Regions from separate parts of the Mus musculus genome. Here region 1 is linked to region 2. A link is a contact called in public HiChIP or PLAC-seq data. All regions are on one chromosome and are shown on one strand. The core of a region is the stretch at or near the end of the contact, and the rest is flanking DNA. Distances in the headings are between cores, read along the strand shown. Region 1 has its middle 19 kb from the start of Cald1. Region 2 holds the start of Tmem140 (transmembrane protein 140).

Region 1 (4,195 bases), core at 1,556-4,055, 280 kb before region 2:
TATGAGTCCAGAGGCACTTATGAATACATTGAAGTGAACTGTTCCTTTAAACATCAACAACTCCCAGAATATTCTCATATTCTTTCTCTGTCCCTCTGTCCCTCTGTCCCTCCCCACCCCCGCCCCCCGTGTATTTTAAAGAATATCGGGCTGGAAGTTTACTGATTACCACCCATTAGACTGAGGGCAATGGTTTAAATAGGAAACATTTCCCAGCTACACGTGGGATTCTGGGATTCTGGCTGGCCATTCTTGACTATGAGTCTGTTTTATTTTGTGAAACAGTTTCTTATCACATTTATTTATTATTCCTTCAAGGGAGACTGGAAGGGATGGCCTTTATTGAAATTCTCATGCTACCATGGGAGAAAGCTGAGTTCACAGAGAGATTGGCATGCATGCTCTTCCTGGGAACGGACACTTAAAATAACCCAGAAGACCAGTGAGCTCCTTGTCGCTGAGCTCAACAGGCTCATCCAGCCCTTTTCTCACCCTTCACACTGATGAAAGTGATGTCACATGGAAAGTCCCCACAGCCAGAGTTGTTTAAAATCCCCATGAGGGAATGATTCGGTATTATATCTCTGTGTGGATATTTCTGGATGCTAAAAACTGCTTTGGGGATATTCTATTGTTCTTTCTCACTAGTGCAACGTGATCTCCATGTATAATTCACCCAAAATACTTAGACACCATATTCATTAAGAGCCACTCAACAAATTAGTTCTGGCAGTTGAGTTCCAGCACTGCAAGGGTTTATAGCTATGTCCATGAGAGGCTGAGGCCCTGTACCAGGCAATGCAGAAATAATGATAAAAAGACAGACCTTCCTCTATCTTCCAGAAGGTACAAAGTACAGAAATGATGCTGGTAAATAAAGAGGCAGGTGGGGAGGATAAATACAACGATTTTAGATACTTACAGTGCCGTGGGTGGGAGGGTACTTAGCTCAGACAGAGGCAATCAGAAAGGCTTCCTAGAGGAATACCTGAGGGGCCAGTTGGAAACACTTGCAAGGACAGCACTCAAGGGAGAGAGAGCTGTATGCATAGAAACCTGAAGACCAGAGGAAGCAAGATTCATTAAAGAACATGGGAAATGGCTTAATGTGGCTAGAGCTTGGAGAGAAAGCTGAATGTGGGCATGGGCATGTCGGAGTGGATGGAGCAGAGGAAGGCCAAGGAAAGATGGACTGCTGGAAATATGATTAGGAGGCAGGTGATGAAGTTCTTTTTAGAAGAATAACCTTTATTCATGAATCAATCATTCACTCATCCATCTATTCACACAACAGCACACCAAGAACCAATGTTAGGACACCGTAATGAGTAAATCAAAGACAAGGGCTTTGTGAAGCTCTTGTTCTCATGAGCGGTAGAGGGAAGGCAAGAAGAGAACAATCCAGTTAGATCTATGCTGTGTAGAGAAGAAGAAACTAACAGAAGGTGGGATAAGCCATGTCTTCAATTTTTTTCAAAAGAAAACCTTTTTCAAAAGGAAAACCTTTTTCTGGGGTGTGGAGGTGGGGAAGGGTGGGTGCAGTGAGATCTTGTTGACATTGGCAGTACAAATCTGAGGAAGGGCAGGAGAAGTCCGGCAGATGTATAAAGGGAAAGAATATTCCAGGCAGAGTAAGATGTCATTGTAAAGGCCCGAGCAACACAGTGTGTTGTTGCACAATAGAGTTACAGTGAGGAAAAGGGGTCAGGAGCAGAAAGAGATGAAGTCTGACGCAGGGTGGGGCAAGCTGAGACTTGCAGTATTTCATTCTGAACATGATGGAGAAGCAGAGGACCGTCAGGATTCTGTTCCATTCCTGTTGCAGAAGAAGCGTTCATTGGGGCTGGGGGTTGAAGCTGAAGAAAGAAAGGATGCAAAGAGAGTAAGTTACAGCAAAATCCAGATGAGCAAGCAGGTGCATAGCAGTGAGGATGCTACAAGTAGAGGCAGGAGAGACAGAGACAGAGACATAGAAGATACTAAGAGGCCCTAACCGTCGGTTCATACACACATTTAACCACAGCTTGCACTCAGCATGAAATTTCCCCTATCTTTTGAGTTTAAAATGGGAATCATACTAAGGCAAATTCTATTGTCAGTGGTTTTTTGTTTGTTTGTTTGTTTTGTTTTGTTTTGTTTTTGGTTTGTTTTGCTGTTGCTTTTTTGTTTTGTTTTGGATCATAAAAGCATAACAGCTAGAAAGACAAGAATCCGGACGATATACAGTAATTCCATCTACATAAGTCAAGAGACTCACATGCAAAGCAATATTCAAAACTTTGAAAGGAAACATACAACACAGAGACAGAGCAGAAGAAGATGGTTGCCGGCAGTGGGTAAGGTAAGAGGAGGGTCGCTATAAGACAAAACAGTCCTAGAGCACAAGGGCTTTTTAGACAGAGAAAAATACCAAACACCATTGAGCCTTAGCAATGCATAGTAAGTCATTTGTGTAGTTTGGCACAGGCCTCTTAGAAAACAAATCTTGAGACCATTAGGTTCTGACAATGAGTGGTGGAGGGCAGGAAGCCGGACAGAGCATGCATGCTAGAGGAGGGGCATGGGTGCGATCAGATGGGTCCTTAGAGCATTAGAAATTCTATTTAAAGGTGATCCTAAACACATTTTTCTTTTTTTATTTCTTAACTTCCTGACTAGAACTTCCAAAACCATAGTCTATCCTGATATTGAGGGAAAACTGTGTGCTTTCCTCTCAGTGCCCAGTGGAATGTCACTGATCTCTTTGGAATGACAAATATCAGAAAAAGTTCTGTGGCTGCAGAAAGCAGTGTTCTGTGGTCTACCTAGGGTCAAGGTCCAATAGTCAGGGAGTTGGCAGCGATTAAAGTTTAAAATAACAAAACTCGGAGGGTGAGTTGTATTCCAGTCTTCAGTTTTTATATCAATGGCACTCACTCAGAACTGGGCACCCCTGTTTACAAAGTATGTTTGCATTTATTAATGTTTGCACTCCGTGTCAACTCTGTGAGATGGCTGGTAAGCGCTGAGAGTACTTTCTCAAGTGGCTTAACTTGCAGTGCGTATGCTTTCTGTGTTCTGAAATTCTCCAGGTTCTGAGATTAGGTTCTTAAACTCATTTCTTGCCACAACACTCGCCTACTGACTTCATGGAGATGTGTAAGGGAAAAGTAATGATAACACAGATGGCCCAGGGTCTTGTTTTAAAAGATGCTAGTAAACTAATTAAACACACAGAAAGAGATAATAAGATATATTTCTACTTTTTTAATATTTTGAAACATCTGTAAGCCGATCATTGTAGTTCCCAACTGTCTTAAAAAACAAAAAACAAAAAACACTATTTGACACAGAGCTAGGAACGTTCAAACTGACCCTCCACCCTCAGGTACCTTGCCAACAGAAGACATACGTAGTGCCCAGAGAAAGATTGCCTTATCTATTACACGGAGCCTTAGTCTAAATTCAGGATATGTCCAAAGTAAGTTTGACTGAGCTACGGGAAATCTTGAATCTTCTCATTTCACTAAGAAAATCCAGTTCCCAGTGAAACACAGTCTTTGTTTGACAGCAGAAATGGACAGGAGGAACCGCTAGACCTTCTTCTGAGCATAGCCCCAGACTTCCTGATCACTCTTACTCATGCCTGACAAATGTCCCCATTTGTATCTGACCCCAGATAGATATGCTCCAAGACATAGGACCCTGTTTCAGAGAAGGTGCAGACCAGTCTTCTTGAATCTAGCCCATCTCTAGTTCCATTTTCTTCAGGGAAGGGGAAACACATTAAAATGCTAGTTTGGAAGACTTGCTTGGAGCTCCCTACCTCATAACACCCAAAGTAAGATGGATCACCTAATCTGAGGACCATATAAAGAAGACCAAATTGTTTTTAAAATTTTAAAGTATCATTCTATGATATTTTGTGCTAGTCAGACACTGAAATATGGAGACTAATAATTATCCATATGCCTCTGTCTCCATTCCTAAGTCTGTGTGTACAGCTTGACTATCGTGTCTTGTAGAGCAGCAACACAGGCTTTGAATAGACAAGTTCAATAAAAATTTCCTGGAATGTCTCTATCCCAAAGACTGACTTAGAGATACTACTTCTAAGGACAGGTTTGTGTAGAACATCATGGAATTGAAAATTATACATAAGTACAGGATCTATAACTAGAAAATCACCCCGTGGAAATGGCGAGCAAAGAAGAGG
Region 2 (4,653 bases), core at 1,193-3,692:
TTCTGCTCTGATTTTTTTTTCCTATCTGCTGGATTTGAGTTTGGTTTGTTCCTGTTTTTCCCAATTCTTGAGATGCATTAAGCCATTGATTTGTGGTCTTTCTGATTTTTTAGTGTAGGTTCTTAGAGCTGTAAATTTTTTTCTCTCTTAGGATCACTCATAACGTGTCCCAGGGGTTCTGCATGGTACATTTCCATTTAACTCCAGGATTGAAATAAATAAAAATTCTTTCTGTATTTCTTCTTTGACTCATTCATCACTCAGATATATGCTGTTTTAATTGCCAAGGACTAAACTCCAAACTTTTTTTTTTAGGGGGGATGGGCAGGGCTCTTTATTGTTACACAAAAGGTACTTTTAGCTAGTCAATTTCCACATACCAAAACCTTATCTGATCTAGGAATTGTCTGAAGGAGCCATTACCTAAGCAACTCTCAGCCAAATGAGACTTCTCTGTTTTCCAGGCACGTCTGAATTATGGGAAGGCTCTGAGAGTCCTTTAGAAGAGCAACCCCATAAACCTCAGAGAACAACCACTATTTACAAAAGGCAACTTCAAAGCCTAGGCACCATCATTCTGGAATCCATTTCAAATACATCAGCCCTGCTAAGATTCTGCTCCATATTTCAGGGCCAGTGAGCAGCTGAGGATGTAAAGGAGCCCTGCTCCAGGCCTCATTATGTGAAGTGAATCGCCAGAACTCACGCAGAAAGAGAGAAACAACTGCAAGTTGTCCTCTGACAACCACAGTGTCTGTGTGGTGTGTGAGCACTCACACACATAACAAACATAGCAAAAACACACTCAAGTAAAGGTACTAAGTCCTCATAATAATGGCAAGGAGGCATGCCACCGTGACTCCCTCTCTCCCTTCACTCCCCCTCCAAGCTGCAGAGGCAAGGTGCTCCAATCACGTACAACTAGGAGGTTAGAGTCACCGGCTGGCTCCTCCGCCCAACCACAGTACAAAGACTCTTCCCAACCTTACAGGCTGGACATACTGGAACCAGTCACCTTTGCCCAGCTTCTTCATAAGGTAGAAGATGCGCGTGGGAGCGAATCATCAAGCTGAGAGATCAGACTACTGTCTAGAGTACCAGCAGTACTCTAAGAAGAGCCACGTCATTCAAAAGAGGCAACAGCGTCCCTAAGTGCAGCTCCACAGGAACAGCACAGATAGTGGGTCTCAGGAAGTCAGACATCAGAGCAAAGGGCTCGGAGACTCTCCCCGAGTAAATTTGTCTGGTAGGGTGTGAGGAAGTTCAGGGGCAAAAGTGGTGTCTCAAAGGGGGTGAGGGGGTGGGGTGGGAGTGGAGGACTTAGGCTTCCAGTTGAAAATGGCAAAATGGTTGATATTTCATTTTTTTTTTCTTTGCAAGACCTCATTAAAATGGCACTTTCTTTTAAAGGCAAAAGGCTGAAAGGACAACAGTGGGAAGGAGACCAGCTCTGAACTTCCTAGCAACGGGAAAGGCAGACAACATGGAACTCGGCCTCCAGGTTGCATGGGAAAATTAAGTTTAAAGAAAAACACTATACTCTATCCAACTTTGAACAAGTTTAAGAATAGAATAAAGATATCAGTTTGACAAATTAAAAAAAAAAACAAAAACAAAAACAAAAAACCTTTGGTGTCCCTCATTTCTCAGTAAATCACCTGGAATTTATTCTACCAAAAGTGAATACAGCAGAAAAGAGAAAAGCCTGGGACCCAGAAACAAGAAATCTAACCTAGCATGGCGGCAAAGGGAACCCCTGGGATGAACCAAGACCCAGTTAGGTACAGGGTGTCATGTAGAAAGTAGAGAAAGCCGCCAAGGGTTTAGCGCTATTGGGAGCTGTCTACTGTCTTTGCCAAGCTCACCCAGTTCTGAAGCTGCAGAGATCATGTGAGCCTGGGAGGCAAGAGTCCCCTCCCTGCGATCTCAAGACTAAAAGCTTTCTTTCTCTTTTACTTTGAAATGGGAACACAGTGTTTCTGTTGCTCTATAACTGTTAGATATAACTTTGCTAACGGCAAAGTTTCCAATCTAGAGACACAGTCAAGATCATCGGTTGAGTTTTGAAAGGAGAGTCCAAGGCATAGGTGCCTTCCAAAGGAATGAGAAGAGGGGACCCAGGTTCCAGGAGCTACACTGGCTGGAAGCTTGGCCATGTGAACTAAGGTCCCTCCCTAGAAAGATTCTGGGTCGTGTTTCTCTAAGAGTTGCAATGCCCTGGAGGTCTGGAAGCTGGTATCAACTTTCGCACAGTAAAATCGGGACCCTCACCTGGCTCAGGCAGGGTGCGCCAGTTGTGGGTCATGTGCTCCCATGAGCAACAAGTTGTTTACACTCTTCATTTCTGAAAAGTCATAAGACACAGGCAAGTTAAAAAACGAAAGTGAAATCAGCTGAGAGTGACATCAGTCAGCACAAATGTACCAAAGTTCAGAGCTGTTTACTTGAACGCGACTGCCTGCGAGTGCAGGCAGAGCCCAGGAGCTCTGAGCTGTCTGCTTGCAGCTTCTCTCCTCTGCCCTGGTTTCTGGAGCCTGACTTTAGAAAGCAGCCCAGGAGAAGATCGACTCCCCAGACAGACGCTGATTTCCTGTGTCACCTTTTGATGAGTGTTCCTGGGCTCCAGCGTTGGTTTTTGTAAGTACACCCCCACAACTCCACAAGGGATAAGAGGTGTTTAAGTTCCCAGACTCCACATTCTAGCAACAAACCAAGGGGGGACGCTTTGCTTGGTGTCGGTGGCCTCCTCTCTCCCCAGAGAGTGATATAACCTTTCACCTCTGTCCTGCCCCCATGCTCGTAAGCATCACTGTGTGCATCTCTGCCTCAAAAACTCTGTAAATGGTTAGAAACACACAGGTAGCTGCATGCAGCCTGGTGTTCAGGAAGCTTGTACCATTAATACCTGTGGCTTTGGGACACATTGTTCTCCAGAAGTAGGCAGGCAGACAAAAACATGTCACTACAGCCAAACTGATACCAAGATTTGAAAAACACAAAGAAAAGATCTGTGTTCTTGTCCAAAAGAGAATTATAGGACATAAAAGATTTTAAGACCTGATATCAGCCCCCAAAGGAAACTCATGGAGGGGGGATTGTCCCTTGAAACAGGTCTTTCTTTTTCTTTTTCTTTTATTTTCTTTCCTTTTCTTTTCTTTTCTTTTCTTTTCTTTCCTTTCTTATCTTTTCTGGCTGATTAATAACTCCCATTACACTTCTTTAATCTGTAAAATCAAGTTGTTGGATAGGAGAGAAAAGAAAAAAAAAAAAAAACGGGGGGGTGGGGGGAAATCTTTCAGAGACAGCTGAAGTGTGTTTTCAGTATTTCCTCCTCTCTGGGTCTTCCTAATCGCAGGTCTGAGAGTCAGCGCCTGGAGCAAGGCCTCACACATCCCGTTTTCTAAGCTGCTATTTTAGTCCCCACATTATCGAATTACTAAGGCTATGGTGGCTTGCTCTATAATCTCACTTTTCACCAACAGCACGTAATTCTGGGAACATTTTAATGTGGCCTTCACTGGGAAACACCACAGGACTGATTTTCTCCACCTCTCCTCTCTCCTGTGCACCTGTCTGGGGATGCCTTGACCACCCGTGGCCTCTCCTCTCCTGTGCATCTGTCTAGGGATGCCTTGACCACCCATGGCCTCCTCTCTCTCCTGTGCACCTGTCTAGGGATGCCTTGACCACCCCTGTGCTTTTGAATTGGCTCCTAAAAGCTGCTTCTCCATTCTAACACACAACTGACCTCCGTTATGCCTGACATTGTAGTACTCCATCCTTTCTATGATACTGCCTAGGGGTAAGGCGGTAAAAGTGGGTCATTTGGCCAAAAACACAAACCTTAGAGTCAGAGTCACCATGTTAGGAAGCCAGTCTTGGCATCTGGAGTGTCACTGAGGATGCTAGCTACAGTCTTTAGGGAGAAGAAGGTTACCCAGCGTACCTTGGAGGCACTGGAAAAACACAGATCTTTTTTTTCTTGCTAGGTTCATTCTTCTGTGAATTGTTTGTATTACCGAATCCCGTTTCACACAGCGCAGTGTTTTTCTTGATGTTTGCATGAACATTCCATACATTGTGTGTATTATCATCTCACATTTTTGGCAGATATTCTCCATGCTCATTGACTTTTAATTCTGTATTGTTTTTACTAGTGCACAGAAATTTCCATTTTTTTAAAAAAATAGCTAAATCTATAGTTTTCCTTGTAGTTTTGATGTGCTTTTAAGTTCAGAACGTACTTTCTTATTCATAAATCAGAGTTTATTTTTTTCTAGATCTTATTTTATATTGGTTCATTCTTGAATCCATGTGAAATTTATTTTGGCATATGGCATAATGTCCTAAAATAGTTCAGAGCTTTTTTTTTTTTTTTTTTTTTTTTTTGGCTTGTTAATAACAAGCCAGTTTAGCATCAGCTAGCTATAGCTAATGGAAACTAGGCCTTAAACCTAGTATCTCCAGTATGTGTATGGCTGTTCCCCAGCCCTGTGATATGGAACCATTATTCCTGCTGGTTTCTCTCCCCCTCACTTAGCCTTGTTTAGATCCTCCCTAAATCTTTTCAAAATTATCTTCTTAAAACTCTATGTAGTGTATGTCTTCCAAGTGGAGCACAAGCTTATCTGCGGGGGAAGTCGGGGTCAGGGG

What was found. HiChIP or PLAC-seq counts read pairs in DNA pulled down with a chosen protein or histone mark.
Region 1: a contact with region 2 is called in an HNF4G HiChIP or PLAC-seq map of pancreatic cancer cells. The contact joins the enhancer-like site here to the promoter of Tmem140 in region 2. A contact is called at or near these places in 2 of 39 promoter capture datasets (cranial neural crest and second pharyngeal arch cranial neural crest), 1 of 15 datasets of contacts at CTCF or cohesin (the NIH/3T3 cell line) and 4 of 115 datasets of contacts at active chromatin or transcription factors (bone marrow-derived macrophages, extraembryonic endoderm stem cells, pancreatic cancer cells and 1 more).

The regions. Positions count from the first base shown.
Region 1 is chr6:34,576,911-34,581,105 of GRCm38.p6, forward strand. No RefSeq gene overlaps it. Among named protein-coding and RNA genes, the nearest start is that of Cald1, 19 kb to the right of the region's middle. Within about 2 kb of position 2,806, at least 17 of the 459 cell types and tissues checked have an H3K27ac peak or open chromatin away from gene starts, as enhancers often do. A contact at or near this core is called in pancreatic cancer cells, where this site is marked.
Region 2 is chr6:34,860,704-34,865,356 of GRCm38.p6, forward strand. It overlaps Tmem140 (transmembrane protein 140), which reads left to right and starts at 2,443. Exons shown (of 2, transcript NM_197986.3): 1 at 2,443-2,637. It also overlaps a transcript of Agbl3 not described here.